Linked DNA regions of Mus musculus: region 1 is linked to region 2. Evidence: chromatin contacts called from public Hi-C data. All regions are on one chromosome and are shown on one strand. The core of a region is the stretch at or near the end of the contact, and the rest is flanking DNA. Distances in the headings are between cores, read along the strand shown.

What was found. Hi-C and Micro-C count contacts between places; a contact is called where the count stands out from the background.
Region 1: a contact with region 2 is called in a Hi-C map of forebrain, with 3 times the contacts expected there. The contact joins the promoter of Ccdc85a here to the enhancer-like site in region 2. A contact is called at or near these places in 4 of 39 promoter capture datasets (embryonic stem cells, hippocampal neurons and stem cell-derived epiblast-like cells), 3 of 484 Hi-C or Micro-C datasets (cerebral cortex and forebrain), 4 of 115 datasets of contacts at active chromatin or transcription factors (cardiomyocytes, embryonic stem cells, neural progenitor cells and 1 more) and 1 of 9 other capture datasets (adipose tissue).

The regions. Positions count from the first base shown.
Region 1 is chr11:28,582,999-28,588,131 of GRCm38.p6, reverse strand. It overlaps Ccdc85a (coiled-coil domain containing 85A), which reads left to right and starts at 3,808. Exons shown (of 5, transcript NM_181577.5): 1 at 3,808-4,850. The coding sequence starts at 4,590.
Region 2 is chr11:28,420,748-28,425,954 of GRCm38.p6, reverse strand. The region is part of intron 3 of Ccdc85a (coiled-coil domain containing 85A); the gene reads left to right. Among named protein-coding and RNA genes, the nearest start is that of Ccdc85a, 160 kb to the left of the region's middle. Within about 2 kb of position 3,329, at least 27 of the 459 cell types and tissues checked have an H3K27ac peak or open chromatin away from gene starts, as enhancers often do. A contact at or near this core is called in forebrain and hippocampal neurons, where this site is marked.

The sequences.
Region 1 (5,133 bases), core at 2,559-5,058, 160 kb before region 2:
CTGTTACTAGCGGCAAGAGTTTGGCCTGTGCCTCCAACTTCTCTGCAGAATGAACTAGTAGCATATGTCCTGTAGGTGATCACTAAGACTGCGAGAAAGCACTTGTCCTCTGTGGCTATGGAACTCTGGCAGGGGTAGGGAGTGGTTGTCTGTTTTGAAGGTTACTGAGTAGGACTCCATTTTTAGTCTGCTATTTATAACATTTAATTATTTGAGGGGAACTTGATACTTGAGACTGCAGCTATTAGGGCCTGGACTGTTGGAGAAAACGGTTTTCTTCCTAGCCTACTTGATCCAGTGTGAATACTCTGAGCAGTTGGCTTCTGTGCATAAAACAAACCTCACTGCCAATGCGTGATGAGCAGTGGTGTTTTCACTTGTGAAGCTCCTCACCATTTCCATTTCCAAGGCATGAACAGAGGGATGGACTCTTCCAGATGCTATGGCTTAGGGTTGTCTGAGCACAAGCAGCACACGGCTAGTTCTGCATCTGCAGAGTTTGCTTTGCAGTCAGGTCTGATAGGTAAGCCCTGCATTTAACATTCTTTTTTCTCTGTTCCCCAGGTTATAGATTCCCAGAAATATTCCAAGTGATGGGGTCTGTGGGCAAGGCAGTGGGCTGTGGTCTCTTGATTCTCTCTTGACTATGTCTGGTGCAATTTTCTTGACATTGATTCAGAAAGCTGACTTCCTTTTGTGCTTTTCTCTTTTACACATCAGAGCACAGGCACCCCAGGGACAACATTTGAACAACCTCTACTGAGCGTCTACAACAAATGCTTTACTTGACAGATATGGTAGAAGAATGAGATCCTTACCCTCTAAAAAGGAAGAGAACCGGATAGGATAGTAGGTATCCACTAGCTACAGAGTAACTAAAGCACAGCCATGCTTTGTTTTAAGTGGTAATTTATTGGTTTCTTGTTGAGGCTACAAACCTCAAAACAAGCCTTAAAACATAGCCAGAAGTCCGAAGTGAATCTTAAAGAGTTAAAAGCCATTTAACTGTGTTCCTCTGAAAGCCCTAGGCAGTATCTATTGCTGTGTCTTCCAGCTTCCAGTGGTTACTACAGAGATTGGAGGAGACTGCAGAGCTCCAACCCCTGCCTCAGTGGTCCTACCTCCTCCTCCTTGTCCTCTGTAAAACTGGCTCTCTTCTGGAATTGGTCGGGACTAACAGTGAGATGGCCTGTTTCTTTTTCTATCAGTGTGACCATACCTAGCATGAAGAAACTTATGGGAGGATGGATATAGTTTGGCTCATTGTTTTATCAAGTAAAGTCCATGGGCATGGAAGGCATAATTCTGGACTCAGAAGTGAGGTATCAAAGGTGAACTGTAATACATTTATGCTGAGTTGTGCATATTTTCTGGGAAATTGGCTCTTGTGGAAATATGGCAGAATGTGTCTACAGCTGCCTGTGTTACTGGGTTCAAAACAGATACAGTGAGGTCAGCCCTGCTTTACAATGCCGATGGATTTTGTCTGGCATCATCAGAAAATAACAAAATGAAACAAAGCACAGCAGCAACACCACCACCAGCAGCAGCAGCAACAGCAGCAGCAACAGCAACAACAACAACAACAACAACAACAACAACAACAACAACAACAACAACAACAAAACTGTCAACTGAATACATTTTGCAGAAATTTGAGGCTAAGTCATTATAGGCACATTTTATCCTAATTTTAAACAATTTGAAAAAGTTCCAACTGTGTTCAACACTTCTCTAACTTCCCTAACAGTACAATACTAAACAGTAATTAATATTTTCAAAATTAAGGGTTGTGTATATGTTGTGGGTTGTAAGACAATCCAAACAAAGAGGCTAAAAGAATGCAGATAAGGAAAGGTCCCTGACAGTTATGTTACCATTGGCCCCCTTTCTTTCCGCCTATTTTCATTTAATGCTTACTCTGAGCTAGGAGTTAAGGGGTGCACAGAGATGAAAACTTATTTTCTTACTTGACCTATTATTGGGTGTCTTACAGTCACTAGATTGTTCTATCCCATGGTTTGGAGTCTGGGAAGACTAAGATTGGGTCCAGTAGTAGACGGTGGAATCTGCTGAAGGTGCAACTTGCTTAGGGGACTATGAAGGATGAATGCATGACAAAAAATGATAAATCTTGAGAAATAAACTGAGCAAAGCAGTAGATTCCTGTCATCTAGGGATAAATACCATGGTGGTTCCAAGATTCAAACAAGAAGCTGCCCTGGGCACTGTAATCATTGGCTGAACTTTGTTTTAAAGTCCCGATGAAGCACCTAAAAGCAAGCCGTCTCCATGGGGCCTGAGTACCAGTGACTCAAGATTCATCAAAAGCAAGAACATGGAACGACATTCACAATTTTCCATCTTGTGTATTCTCTTCCATTTCCAAACTGTTATGCAGCATTCTCTTAAAAACCTGTGCATCGGAGAGACAAGGAAATGTCAAGAAAATTACACCAGACATAGTCAAGACCATTAATACAGGGGAAGGACTGAGTTATCTGAAGTGAAAGGTTGGGAGGGTTGTAAGCTGAAGTAAGCAGTGGAAAGCATTGGAGGACTAGCTGGGTCTTGGTCTCTGGGTGTGTTGAAAGAAACCTTTAACAGACTTCTCCCTTTGCTGAAAATTGAGAGAGGAGCCACTTTCTCCTAGGATTACAGTGCTTCAGCGTACCAAGGAAGACATTTTTGGGTTGCAAATATGACCAAAGGTTAGTGTGTGTGTGTGTGGGGGGGGGGGAGAGTTGGATGCCAGTATGTCAGAGAGAAGGTGAGAGTACATGCATGCTGTGAGAAGAGAGGGCAAAGGCCCAGATACAGAAGGAAGTCTCTATGAGTACAGTTATGTATGTGGTGTGTGTGTGTGTGTGTGTGTGTGTGTGTGTGTGTGTGTGTGTGTGTGTTCATGGTCAGGGGCTAACCGTACTACTTTCCTTCGATCTCCAGAAGGCAAAGGTTTCAGTCCCTAACTCATCATTTTTCACAAGGTGGCAGCTTTAAAGAGGATATGCACTGCCTCATTAGAGGGAACTGATTGAGACCCTCACTGTGACAGAAGCTCAGGCTGGGATAGTGTGATTCTATAATTTTCTGGTCCTGTCAGCTTCCTAGAAATGATACTGTCAGGGCCTTCTGCACCCATCCTTTAGGAAAACAAGTGTATTTTCAGCTGAAAGAGGATTGTGCTGTATTTAACCAGAGACTAGCCAAAACATAGAACCCTCCTTCCAGATCGGACCATCAAAGGCCAGCCCAGTTTGCAGCACAGAGGAGTGAAAAGCTCAGTTGGTATTGGTTGGTATTTCAGTTTACTTTGCCAAGGGCACCGGGTATGCAGACCTGAAAATCCAGGCTCCTGGAGAAGCAGAAGTTATTTTATTTTCTAAAGGCCTTGATATTTCCCAAACGAACTTTAAAAGGGCCAAGTACTTCCACCTGAAGCTTCTTCATAAGGTGGTGAGATTTTAGAGAAAACAAAGGCCTGGGAATGGGGTGGAGGTCCCCAAAGGGCTGAATTTAACAGCTCTTTGCCCTGATTTCCTGAACTTGAGGATTTTGTGACCTCCGGTACAGGCTTTCTTCCCTCTTCTCCAGTTCTCCGAAGTGCATCTAGCTAGTTAGTCATATGTCTTGCTCTCGAAATTTCTGCATCCAATTCTTCCAAGAACTGAATGTCGCTCATTTTGGTCAGCAGGCTGCCTCTCCTGAACTAGTCTGACTTGCAGAGATGGAGGGGAGGGGACAGCCTATAGTCACTTGGTGGCGCGCGCGAGCCTCTCAACGCCCTGGCGGCACCTGCTCTTGACTCCAGCCCCACCCGCATCCCTGTGCTCTGGGAACCGCGCTCCCAATCGTCCCTAGCAGCAGAGCACCAGGAGCTCAGGGTCCGGTTGGGCAGCTGAGTGCCATTCGGGTTTGGCCTTTGCAGAAGGTGTTGCGGAATGCGGGCGCCCCGGGAGCCAGCTTCCTCCCTGCTGCTGCTCCCCAATCCCCGCCCATCCTTTTCTGGGCTCTGAAAACCCAAGGCTTCCCAGAACAGTTTAGGATCAGCCATAGGACTACAGCTAGCCAGCTGCGCGGAGCTTTCTGGGAAGGACAGCAGCTCGCCCTAGGGTAGCAGCGGAGCCTCGGGGTTTAGCAAGCGAGAGGGAAGGGCGTGTGCATCGTGTGCCTGTGTGTGTGTGTGTGTGTGTGTGTGTGTGTGTGTGTGTGTGTGTCAGACCGTGAGGGATGGCTGTCTGGATCTGAGCGAAGGAGAGGGCAGGGGATTGAGACAGATCTCTCTTGGTGTCCCCGCCCGCTCCTGCTCCCCGGCGCCCTTCACCATGGAATTGCGCCGAGTTGGGACGGACCTATGCAGCCACCAGGAACTGGCTGTCGGGCCCCGAGATTCGGCAGGTACTCGCGCTTGGATGGCGAGGTAGGATGGCCACGCAGCGCGATTCCTGCCGTCCCCACGCAGCGGTCCCCCGGAGGTACCTCTGACTCTGGAAGCGTACAGGGGTGTGGGAGGAGGCCACCCAGCCGCGCCTGCACCTTCGCCAGTCGTTTCGCCTCTACCCACTCGCACCTGCCGCTGCGCGGATACCATGTCTAAGGCGGCTGGAGGCTCAGCGCCAGCGGCGGAAAGTTGTCCCTCGGCTCCGGCCGGTGCGTCGACACCCACGGGCGTGGATGATCTATCTAAAGTGACGGACGAAGAGCTGCTGCAGTGGAGCAAGGAGGAGCTGATCCGCAGCCTGCGGCGAGCCGAAGCCGAGAAGGTGAGCGCGATGCTGGACCACAGCAACCTCATTCGCGAGGTCAACCGCCGCCTGCAGCTGCATCTCGGCGAGATCCGAGGGCTCAAGGTGAGTATTGGGCCTGGCAAGAAGGCTGGGCTGGGCGTGGCAGGGATCTGGGAATCGCGGTGGGAGGAGGGTGGGAGAGCCAAACTTTCGTACCTCCATCAACAGGTGAGCTTCTCCCTTCTCCCAGGAGCACCCCTTGTCCCCATCTCCAGACCTTAAAGTTTTCCAAACTTTGGAGGCCCTTTCTTTTCTTCTTACGGGGACTTGGCATCTGGCTTTCTTTGATGCTTCTGAGACTAAGGGATTAGGAACCAAGGATGTCAGAAGTCAGAGAAGGGCACGG
Region 2 (5,207 bases), core at 2,080-4,579:
GGAGTGGTAGGATTGACTACTTCCCTTGCTATATTTATCATTAGTTTTCATCCTGTAGCACTGGCTGCCATAGTGCTGCAAAGTCAGCAACAATTAAACTTATTAACTTCAGAGAGAGGCAGTCTTTTTCTCTTCCTTGGAGAGAACTGTTGCATGTGTGTTAACCAATTGGATATAGTAAAAGACAAGATACAACTCCAGATGTAAGAAAGAAACACTTCGAAGCCTCTGGCCAGTGGATCACTGACAATCCAGTGTGGAATTGAATACTGCCCTTCTTAAACCCCCTTCTCCTTTTCTTATATTTTTAGTTGTGAGCCTAACCTTTAACAGCTGAGCCACCTCTCCAGCCCTCTCCTCCTTTTGTTAACCCTCCTATTTGGACTCTATCTTATAAATTTCTTGTCTAGAGTTTTTTCTCAACAGCAGATCCGAACAATTTTTAACTAGATGTTCAGTCTCTTGCTATTACAGGATTACTGGTCCCTAGCTACAGAGCCAGAGGCTGGTGACTTCCAATTAAAGTTTGCCCAAAATATTTTGATGACCCCCATTCAACAGCAAGTAGTTTAATGATAATGCGACCATCCTTTCCCAACCCTTGATTGGTTAATAAACAAAAATGGAAAATGTAATGTGCCCTTTGAGGCACATGAGTTGCTAAGCCCCTGTTCTGAGAACCTCCAACTACCAGCTTCTGCCCACAGAGTACTCTTATTGCTCTAACAGCCATCCCCACCCTACAGAGTAAAAGTGCAAGCTCAGGACTTGAAATACAACCAAGCCCCACCCTGGAAATCTCTTCCTCCTACCTTAAGAAATCCTGTATAAACCCTGTCTTCTGATCAGTTCTCTACTGCTTCTAACCAAGCAGTGGCAGCCGTCACCCTGGGTTCTTCCCTCCAGGTAAATGTCTTCTGTGAGGTTTGTTTGAGGTGTGATTTTGTGGTATTTCTTGCCTCCCAACTGACAGAATACTTATCCATCTGAGCAGTAACACTTACAAATGAAGAGATGACTGTATAGAACAGTTGTAAGAGGCTGGATATAATGGATTTAGTTACAACTGGTGACAGAGTTTCCCATAGGAAGTGGTATGGAAACCCCACCTCTGCTGTACAGCAGTGTATGTTCAAGGAAGGTAGAGTTTCTTGAGCTGTAGGAGTCACAAGAGTGCCCTTCCAGGTTTATGGAGCAGCACTTTAAATCATGTTTATGTACACTTTTCAATCAAACAGTATGTCCATATCCAAAGGAAAAATGGTTTTTCTATACTTAGAAATGGTAGCCAGTTTTGTCCTTCAAGATAAATCAGGTTGGGTGTGATGGAACACGCCTTTAATCCCAGCACTCGGGAGGCAGAGGCAGATGGATTTCTGAGTTTGAGGCCAGCCTGGTCTACAAAGTGAGTTCCAGGACAACCAGGGCTATACAGAGAAACCCTGTCTCAAAAAACCAAAAAAAAAAAAAAAAAAAAATGGATTATTGCTAGGTATTTTATTTCAAAAGAAGTTGCCTTTTAAAAAGGCTGGTACTCTACCAGAAAAACTACAAGAACTTAAGAAATGTATCCTTGAATATTATGTGAGCAGTTTTCAATAAGACAACATTTAAAAATATCCCAAAAGATTATGTATCCTCTCTAGGAAGGCATTTCATGCCAAAACTATTCAGACTCCTCTCCCAGTTCTCTCCATGCATGTTTGAGGTGATATGAACCAGAAGAAGATCGCATGATGTGTAAATAAATGTAGCTGATATTTAATTTTATTAGCTAACCAAAAAAGTAGGATCACCCACAACATCGTAAACAATAAAAATAATGGACTCCATGTGGTATAAAGTTATAGTTGTTTAAAGAATTTTATATCAAAATGAAAAGTGTTACATCTGTTTCGATATAAACTCACATAGATATACAAGGGTTTTTTTTTTTTTTTCTGGATACAGAGCCATAGATTTTCAGAACTGACAAGAAACTTACATATCCTTTAGGGCAGCTCATATTATAAGTGAAAGAATATCAGGTGCACAGAGATTAGGAGTGCTGTACTAGACAGACAGCTAGTTAAAATGGGACCCGGGCCAAGATAGATGTAGGTTGACCTGATAATCGGCTCATACTATTACTATAATTCAGTGTAATGATGTTCCTAAATCTATTATTTTTTTCCTGCAGCTATTCTTATTGTTTCATCTCTAAGGATCTTCTAAGAAAACATTTAGTTTTTTAGTGAAAGCAACATCTCCCATCACAAGTAAGAAAACCCCTGCATTTCATAGGATTTTTCTCCCTGAAACATCTCTAAAATACTTTAAAATCACAAAGTTGGAGTATACAATTATAAGTCTGCATAGAAAACTGACTTCTAAAACTCTGGCCAGAGAAGCTTTCTGCTCATGTGGTTGAAGTGGCTGGTTGAGCAAAGGGTCACAGTGACACTCCTCAAATTCAAATTTGAGATATAGTTGTTACACCCAAAAATCCAAGCCTTGTTTCAATCCCTCTACTCATGCCATCATTGTTTACTTGATGCTCATAGGGACGTATTAATGCCACCATGTCTCTTTGTGTGTTGGTCTGCAGTGGGGAATTCTATTCAACCACGTCTTTAAATGGCTGATGTACTTAGCTGATGACCTTATTGTAAATCATGGTGCTTCCCTTTTATGATCTCAGTTGCTTTTCATATATAAATTTGATGTAAACTATCAGTTTTGAATAACTATCCTTACATAGTCTGTATTGACTAAATTATGCATCACAATGAATGTTAAAAATGAAGCAGTTTGCTGTAGGTCCAAAGCAAATAAAGTATATTTGTTACGAGTCCTGTTGGGAAATCTGTTCCCTTTGATCAAATGTTCTGGCAACAGCATCTGCTTGGCAAGAACTCTGTGTACTTTGTGCCTCATAGGGTACCTGCCCACCTCTTGAGAGATTCCAGGACCAATATGAACACCCAGAACTGCCTGTTGTCCTTGCCTGCCTCTGTGCTGGGCTTCAGCAGACCTTCCTGAAAGATATGGCCCTGGAATCTCCACCAAGTGGGCTCCTTTCAGTGAGCATGGCTACTTTTGTTGTGCTAGTGTGCACAGAAGTACCTAATTTTAGGCCTGGAAATGAAAACTTACCCTCTCATGCAATTTGATCACAATGTGGCCTCATAATGCCATCTTTCAGAGCTTTGAGAAGGAATAAGAGCTGCTTCCAAATCAGTTTCTGAACAAAGAAAAAGAACCTGTCACTATTGCCAGAAGTGCTGAGAAGGGTACAGAGGAGCTAAGGAAATTGTGCCTCTCACTTCCATGGCAACACAGTATTAGTCTAGCTTCACATCTGAGAACTGCTCCTTCATCTCTGGTTATGTGCAAACATCAGCAGCCAGTACACAGGCAGAGATGGCAAGATTCTCTGACAAATGCAGTCCCTATGTCCTTTCCCTTTTCCATAGTGGAAATTATTATATGTTGTTTTCTTCTCCTTTTCCGTGTCACATTTTCTGACAATATGATTTGCCAATATTTTGCATCTTGTCAGGCTGTAAGTACAGGTTTCTTTATGGGTAGAAATTACTCTAGGGGAGTCAGTTACTGTTTTGCACATATACACAGGCACACACACATGTACACAAACATAGACAAATGCAAAAACACATATGCCCAGTCACAGTGTAAGGCTTTCTGGGATACTTACAGCAAAGTGAAGTGAATGTTCTTCAGCTGCTGCATGGAAATTTCTACTCTGTTGTCCTTCATAGTAATTGGTATAGAATTCGTTTTTCTTATGAATATTGATCCCAATATGGGGACACACATATGTAGAGGCTGGATAGAAAAATTAGTCAATATGACCACTTTTGGAGTCATATTTGGGAGGAAATGTATAATTCATATAATTAACAAAAAGCGGAAGCCTACACCTAGTTCATTAGAACCTCACAGGACAAATGGGAACTCTATTAGTGTGAGAATGTTGGAATAGAGGCACATGTAGATACAGAAAGCAAGTTGTTAAGGTGGTGTTGGATACTAAGAAACCTAAATGATTGGAGACTTAAACTAATGCCTAGAAAAGATAATGTCAATGAATAAAATTTATCAGGGAAAAAGTCCAACACATCATAAGAGTTTTCAAAACGCTAGGATACATTGTACTCTAATGAGCTTTGCTCATTCATAAAGAGTCTTGCATTGGAGCCTGATCTAGCTCTTGAAAGTGGATGTAGAAAGGTCTTGTAGGTATAGGTTACTTCCTCTGTGACTGGGACAAAGGTGTCTAAGCTTTCTGATTCTGGTGTTTCCTATAATGACATTCAAGCCTTTTCCATGAAATCTTGTGTTCCCATGTGACTCCTCAATGTAGCCTAAACAAAGTAAATATTGCTTATGAAATATAACATATTGAAAACTAACCATTGTTGCCACATAATTGGTAATCACTTATATGTCCTTTCATGTAAGACAAACATATATACAAATAGGCAATATCTATACTATCTGAATTTAACCATATCATGCACAAAAATTAATATAGGTAAATTATGATCTTTAACAACATAAGGTTATCAATATATATATATATATTTATATACATATAAATTTATATATGTATATATATACACATATATATATATATATAAATTTTTAAGTGACTTTAGAATTCCTTAAGTATACTCAATAGCTGCTCTTGCCCAGTGGAAAAAGACACAATTCAGTCATATTTAAGGAGCCTTAATTAGTGACTTTAGACTCAGAGTCATCAAATGGTTAACAAGCACTGTGGTATCTAAAAAGAACACTGTGCAGTAATGTGTGAGAGCTTCACGACTGTATCTGCCCTTCTCTCCCTCACAGACTGGGAACACTCCTAAATTCCTCAAGCTTTATATTCCTTACCTATACAAGAGGTTGTCATTGGAGACATGAAAAGTTGAGCCAAACTATGTAATTCAATGCCTTCTATGAGAAGGAATTTAAATATGATATACACAAAAAAAGTGTGTTGTGTTATTTATGTTTGTTTCTAAAATCCCTTAAAAACTTAATAGCTATTGTTTTGAGGTTTTAATTTATAAACACGTCTATTTCTATCACTGTGGGTTATATAACTTAATTGATTCTAAAATTAATAAAATGTTACCAGATATCTATTTAAAGCTGTTTAAATAACATCAGCATAGTTATATATGTTTGAGGTACATGTC